2 separate regions of the Bos taurus genome follow, and region 1 is linked to region 2. Evidence: chromatin contacts called from public Hi-C data. All regions are on one chromosome and are shown on one strand. Each heading gives the region's core, a stretch centred on a gene start, on an enhancer-like site or on the middle of the called end of the contact. The rest is flanking DNA. Distances are from core to core; before and after follow the strand shown. Region 1 holds the start of BMI1 (BMI1 proto-oncogene, polycomb ring finger). Region 2 holds the start of DNAJC1 (DnaJ heat shock protein family (Hsp40) member C1).

Region 1 (3,407 bases), core at 383-2,882, 280 kb before region 2:
TCACCAACCTACATTTGGATTTGAATAAGTATGCCCAGGATTTTGCCTACTTTCTGGGAAGGGGTTAATACATGCTTCTATTTCAGATACTGAACCGTGACCACTAAGCCCACTAAATCCTTTTATTGCAATTGGGAATGATCAAAGTCTCTATACTTATTTACTTCCAATTATTAACTGTAAATCTCTGGGAAAAAGATCGTGCTACATGGCTGTCAAACCCAAAAGACTGTATTAACATATGCCATCAACTTTTTAGTGCTCCTTTCTCCAAAGCATCTCTTCACCACATGACCTATGCTGACATTTAGTAAAACCTATAAAACGTTGTAGACTTAAGTCATGGTTCTAAGTGCATCCCATACTAGAGGCGGAAAAAAGAAGAAGAAGAAAAAAAAAAAAAACTGTAGTCTCTGAGACGGGGGAAAAAAAGAAAAAGGAAAAAGAGAGGAAACCTCTTGCAAGACTAACGTCCATTCACCATCATCACTCCAAAAAAAGCTCCAAATTTGAAATGCCCACTTCCCACTGAGCACCTCCCAAGTAATATTTGAAGAACTTATCCGAGACTCTCAACAAATAACACCTTGAAAACTTTACCATTTTAAACACAAACGCAGGAGACCTTGGAAACAACTGGGAACCGCCATCTTACAAGCCATCTAAATTCACCCAAGTGTCCCTCCAACTTAAGTTAATAACATTTTTGTTCGGGCTCCTTTCAGCCTAACATCCACCTTGGCGGGATCGCGGCCCCCCAAGCAACCCGTCCCTATAAAATGGGGGCGTTCTCTGGCTGTTTAAACCCCTCCAAAGCCCTTTCTTCGGGAGAGGAGGGAAGCCACTTGACCCAAGCAGCTCCCGATTTCAGGCACCCGTCCCCGTTTCATCAAAATCTACCTCTCAACAAAGGGCGCCGTGGCCGGGAGAGCCGCAGAGGCTGCAAATAGAAGTATTCTTCTCGGGGGCCATGTGCGTCGCGAGGGTGTAGAGGGGCGCTCGGGGGAGAAAGGAACTAAAACGTGGGGCCGCGCGCGGCGCGTCCGGGCTGGAGCGGGCGGCGGCTGGAGCGGCGCCGAGGCCGGCTGGCGGCGGCGGCGCGGCGCGGGCTGCGGGTCGGTCCCGGCGCCGCGGGAGTCGGCGGGCGGCGGCGGGCGCGCGCTCGCGGGCGCGGGCGGCGCGCGGGGCCGGGCGGCGCGCGGGGCCGGCGGGCGGCGGCGGGCGGCGGCGCGGGGCTCGGCGCCCACGCTGTCAGCGCCCTCCCGGCCGGCGCGGGCGAGGCGCGGTGGGGGGGGGCCGTTCCCCGTCCACCCGCGGCCGGCCTGAGTCCCGCGCGGCCCCCGCCGCCCCCAGGCCCCGTCCCGGAGGCGCCTCGCCTCCTACGTACCCGGAAAAAGCAGCCGGCGAGAGGCGATCGAAGCGGGCGGAAAAGACAATGAAAGTTAAAAGTCGTTCAGCAGAAAATGAATGTGAGCCAAGCGGCCATCTTGAAGCGAGCTGCAGACGCCGCTGTCAATGGGCAACGAGCGCAGCCGAGAGGAGCGGCGGCCGCCGCGCTCGGCTCATGCTGCCTCCCGAGCCCGGCCTCCTCCTCCTCCTCCTCCGCCTCGGCCTCCTCCTCCTCCGCGGCCTCCTCCTCCTCCTCCTTGGCCTCCAACGCCTCCTCCTCCTGGGCCTCCTCCTCCTCCTCGGCCGCCGCCGCCGCCTCCTCCCGCTCCGCACTCGGGGGAGGGAGCGCGCGGAGGGGGCGCAATCAGTATTATTCTGCGGGGCTGGGAGGTGTTTCTAATCCGGATCGGGGCTCCCTCGCCAACATCCCCATTGTCTCGCCCCGATCTCTGCCTTTAATACTACGATTATTATTTCATAGTTGCCGTTGGTGGGGAGGAGGGCGGGTGGGGGGCGCCGTGTGTGTGCGTGCGGAGAGGCGGGGGGAAGGGAGGAAGGCTGAGGACGGGGGAGGGGAGGGTGGAAAAAAAAATGCACCGCTGAAGGCAGAGTGGAAACTGACACCGGCTCCAAAATGGCTCAGAGTCCGCCCGCCCCCTCCCCCCGCCACCCCCCCACCGGGTCACGTGCTCCCCTCATTCCTTAAGGGCGGCCTGGGAATTAGTGTCGGTGTAGTCGGGCCCGCGGCCGCCCCCTCCCCTCGGAGCAGCGCGACCCGGCCCCCTCCTCCTCCTCGCTCGGCGCGGCGGCGGCGCTGGCGCGGCTGCGGAGACATTTCTCCACAGCGCCACACGCGCCACCCTGCTCTCGGCGCGGGCATCGCTCCGGCCCCGCACGCAGCTCAGCCCACCCCAGCCCCCGTTATTTCTTTCTCTCCGCGGTCCGTCTCCGCCCGCGGCACACAAGTCCGCGAGGAGACCGCCGGCCGACAGCCCCGCTCGGCCCCACGGGCTGCGGCCCAGACTCCGGCGCCGCGTCGCGGAACCTGCGCCCGAGTTGGGCTCGCGGAAACAACAGCGCCCGCCCCAGTCTTCCCGCGGCCGCGCCGGCCCCCTTTCCCGCCCGCCAGTGGCCGAGGCGGGGCGCGCGCGGGCAGCCGCTCGCTCCAGGCAGGGGCTCCGCGCGGGGCCGGCCCTCCCAGGCCTCTGCAGCCCCGCGGGCGAGGGTCGGGCAGCGGGCGAGCCCTCGGGCGCAGTTAACGGAACGGACTGGCTCCCGCCGCTGGGCGACCGCGCCCGCTCCCCACGTCCCGAAGCTGGGGTCTTCAAGCAACCCCGGAGATGGCATCCTTTCCAGTGTGTTTAACTTTAATCTTGAGGAGAGGAGATCGTTAAAAGTTAACGCCAATCCTGTCTATGTCTTCAAAGTAATAATTAACAAACTCAAATCCAGACAAACTCTCACCACTCTTTTTGTGGGAACAACTTATTTATTCAGAATGTAATACTGTCTGCTTCCTTTTGGAAGACGTGGAAAAGATCAAATGGGATCAAATGTACGGATAATACTAAAGATTCAAATACTTAGGCAGAAATTCCCTCTTAACCCTTCCACAGGTGTAAAAAAGTGTCAAAACTTATGAGTGACAGAAATCCAAAAGAAAAAAATCTGCTCTGAAAAGGAAGACACCCAGCTCGCAGAAATGGTTCAGCGGACGGCAAGACGTTCCTGGTCTTCCTCTAGATCCGGGCAGATCGTTAACTTTCCCAAGTTACAACTGAGTTGCTCTTTCCAGGCTTTTCGAAGCATCTTTAAGTTTTCCTACTAAGTCCTGAAAGATGTACATCATAGCTCGTTTTTAGGATAAAACGCAAGAAAGAAGTATCCAAGCTTGAGAAAGATGCAAGAAAAAAGTCGGGAGACACTTTCTAAACAATTTAAAATTCAAGATTTTAAACCTTTGACAAACCACTATCAAAGTAAAGTCTTCCTCTAAAATATCTCATCTTCAAAATGCT
Region 2 (3,755 bases), core at 1,090-3,589:
CTGTCCATGGGATTTCCCAGGCAAGAGTACTGGAGTGGGGTGCCATCGCCTTCTCTGAATTGAATGCTAGCATGTGTTATGTATTGTGCTCAGTACTGGGGAGAAACAGAAAAGGTGATGTCCCTTGCTATGGACTGAATGTTTGTGTCCTACCCCAATTCCTATGTTGATGTCCTAATTCCCTATGTGATGGTATTTGGGGTGCAATTTTTTGGGGTAATTAGGTTTAGCTGAGGTCATGATGGTGGAGCCCAAGTTGTGGGGTTCAGTTCAGTCGCTCAGTCGTGTCCAACTCTTTGTGACCCCATGAACTGCAGCACGCCAGGCCTCCCTGACCATCACCAATTCCCGAAGCTTGCTCAAACTCACTTCAATCGAGTCAGTGATGCCATCCAACCATCTCACCCTCTGTCGTCCCCTTCTCCTCCTGCCTTCAGTCTTTCCCAGAATCAGGGTCTTTCCGTTGAGTCGGTTCTTTGCATCAGGTGGCCAAAGTATTGGAGTTTCAGCTTCAGCATCAGTTCTTCCAATGAATATTCAGGACTGATTTCCTTTAGGATGGACTGGTTGGATCTCCTTGCAATCCAAGGGACTCTCAAGAGTCTTCTCCAACACCACAGTTCAAAAGCATCAATTCTTCAGCACTCAGATTTCTTTATAGTCCAACTCTCACACGTGACTACTGGAAAAACCATAGCTTTGACTAGACAGACCTTTGTTGGCAAAGTAATGTTTCTGCTTTTTAATAGGCTGTCTAGGTTGTTCATAGCTTTTCTTTCAAGGAGCAAGCGACTTTTAATTTCATGGCTGCAGTCACCATCTGCAGTGATTTTGGAGCCCAAGAAAATAAATCTCTCACTGTTTCCATTGTTTCCCCATCTATTTGCCATGAAGTGATGGGACTGCATGCCATGATCTTCATTTTTTGAATGTCGAGGTTTAAGCCAACTTTTTCACTTTCTTTTTTCACTTTCATCAAGAGGCTCTTTAGTTCTTCACTTTCTGTGTAAGAGGAAACACTAGATCTCTGTCCCCCTCCCCCACACTGCCACCATGTGAAGGTATAAGAAAGAAGTCCTCTGAAACCTGGAAGAGGATTCTTACCAGAACTTGACCATGCTGACACCCAGTTTGTGGTATATTGTTACAGCAGCCCTTGAAGATTAAGATACCCCTGTTCTTGTATCTTTGAAAGTTAAGCCTCACAATGAATTTAAAATAGGATTAATTCAAGCATTATATTGTATTATTTTTAAGTATTCATAACTATTTAAAAATATTTTTTAAACTCTACAGTAATAAAAGGATTTAAGTAAGATTTACCTCCTGGATACTGTTCTTCTAACCTCTGTCAAACACAACCCCTTTTACTATGAAAGTTTTATTTTTATCCTATTGAGCTTAATTCAACTGGTGGGATCCAAAAGGAGAAAAAGGAGATCAAACTTTCAAAACTGCTGAAGCATCCTGAGTTATACAAGCAATTTATTTGTTTCCTTCTACTTCCTCAGCAAGAGTAGGGAGTCAGAGAGGAGAAATGTGAGAAAGCTAAGAAGAAAATAAGCTTCACACAAAAGAAAGCAAGAGTGGTGAGGGGATAAAAAGAATAGGAAGTGAGACACTGGTGGGAAAGAGAGAAGGTTTTTAGCTTTAATGTCTTTGAAAATAGACATCAATTGGAAAGGAGCACCAATTGTAAATGGGCTAAGGTCGATAAGCTTCACTTACCCCTAAGATTTTGAATGTCTGTTATGCTTATTACTTTCTACCTGGTTGTCTATTTTGTAGTATTATGCCTGTAAATATTATTTCATTATTAGAAGTATACTTTTTGTCTTGGTTCAAATTTTATTTCTTTTTCACCTCTATTAAAAGGAAACTTCAGACTGCTCACTAGATTTCCCCCTTTCAAGCCCTGCGTTCTATTCCTCCTGTATTTTGGGGGTATGGAATAATGAAATGTATGAAACAGAGGCTGTAATCAAAAATTCAGTTTTCAAATATGCTTTTAGTTTTCAATATCTGGGGGAGGATAAGAAGGTAGCTGTTTCACGGATACTTGGGACGTTCCAGATAGATGCGCAATGTCTGTAACTGTCCACGTCTCTTAATCTGTGCCAATATCCGTATGGCTCCGCGAAGCAAGTCAGTGACTGAGAAGCAGTTTGCTGAGGCCCAGGTCTGGGGCTCCGGCTACCCTACTTCCGGCCCCGCCTCCTCTCCCGCGGTTGCTAGGAGACGTGATGTCACCGGAAGCGAGGCCTGGGATAGGCTGAGGCGGGGGAAGCCTCTCCCCCACCCCTCGCCGCGCTACCTAAGCGCCCGGCTCTGGCTCGCCAGCTGTTGGTAGGCCTGGGTAAAGGGTGAGGGTCCGCGGAGGGTAGGGCCGCCCGCGGCTCCGTCCGCGCTCTCACTGGACGCAGCGTCCGCCGTCTTCCGCCGCCTCTGCCTTCTGTCCAAGACCGGCCGCTGGGCGGGAGAGTCCGGGGCGGCTGCCCGTGCTTCTGACTGACAAGCAGTGTTCCCACAGTCCGCGCTGCTCGCCACGTCCCCGGGTCTCGGCCGGCGGCTCTGCGCGGCGGCTGACCTCACCGAGCCCGGAGCGATGACAGCGCCTTGCTCCCGGCCGGCCCGGCTTCCTCCGCGCCGCCGGCCGGGACTCGTGCCGTTCCCGCCGCCGCTGCTGCTGCTCCTGCTGCTGGCGGCCGCGGGGCCGGCGCACGGCTGGGAGAGCGGAGACCTGGAGTTATTTGACTTGGTGGAGGAGGTGCAGCTCAACTTCTACCAGTTCCTCGGGGTGCAGCAGGTAAGTGGGGCCGCCCGCTCGCTCGAAGGCTGCATCTCCCGGGCAGAAACGTGCGGGTCGGGGCGGAAAGGAGGGGGTGGGGCCGGCTCTGACCCGGTTTTCTCCGAGGGAGCCGGGCTCGCGGGGCAAGACTTGGTCGTCCTGGGCTCGGCTGCCGTCCTCTGTCCGATTGACCACGGTCTTCTCCTAACCTGCTTCAAAGGGAATGGCCTGCCTTCCCCAGTCCCTCACCGCCCGGCTCCCCTTCTCAAGTTCCGGTCTCTGTGACAGGCTGGACGGTGCCACCAACCTGGGGTGGGGATCCCTTCCCTTTCCTCTGCCATTCTGGGGGAGATCCCTGCAGCCTGCTGTGCTGCAGGAAGGAGGAGTGGTGGGGGTAGATCTTGTACTCTTAAACCCTTTCTCTTCCTGCCTCTCTGATTGTGGAAAGGTAGTCGTGTCTCCCTCTAAATTTTCACCTTCCCAGTTACCCTTATCCTTTTAAGAGCCTCCTTTCCTGTCTTTCCGGAAAGGTAGGAATGCCTCTTAGTTGCCGTCTGGGTTGCAGAAGTTTTTCTCGCGCTGTACTTTGTAATGTGTTCAGCCTGTTGGATTAGGCAGTTGTAGCCCCGTTTAGAAATCTGCAGGAACTTGAAGCCTCTACCGTGTTGTTCGGGGAGTCGGGGAAGGAGCCGTGAAGTGCTGGGGCAGTAGAGGCACTTGGGGTGCTCCAGGAAGAGGAGCTCAGCCAGTAGCACAGGATCGTTTTCTTTTTCTTTTCGTTTCGTTTTCTTTCCTTCTTCAGCTCGACTTGTTTTTTTTTTTTTCTGATTGCTTTCTCTCTGGGAGTGCTGAATGAGTCCTACTGAGAAGATGCCATTTCACTGGTTTAACGATTATGCGGTGAAAGAATTTGAGACCTTCTGATTGAGCCCTTCATAAAAATGCTTTGAATAGTTAGGGGGCAAAA

The links. A called contact is a pair of places that touch in the nucleus more often than the background predicts.
Region 1: a contact with region 2 is called in a Hi-C map of liver, with 5 times the contacts expected there. The contact joins the promoter of BMI1 here to the promoter of DNAJC1 in region 2. A contact is called at or near these places in 2 of 11 Hi-C or Micro-C datasets (both in liver).

What each region holds. Positions count from the first base shown.
Region 1 is chr13:23,429,137-23,432,543 of ARS-UCD2.0, reverse strand. It overlaps BMI1 (BMI1 proto-oncogene, polycomb ring finger), which reads right to left and starts at 1,632. Exons shown (of 10, transcript NM_001428330.1): 1 at 1,388-1,632. It overlaps COMMD3 (COMM domain containing 3), which reads right to left. Exons shown (of 8, transcript NM_001076999.1): 8 at 2,866-3,220. The coding sequence ends at 3,161.
Region 2 is chr13:23,147,349-23,151,103 of ARS-UCD2.0, reverse strand. DNAJC1 (DnaJ heat shock protein family (Hsp40) member C1) reads left to right here and starts at 2,339. Exons shown (of 12, transcript XM_025000956.2): 1 at 2,339-2,806. The coding sequence starts at 2,606.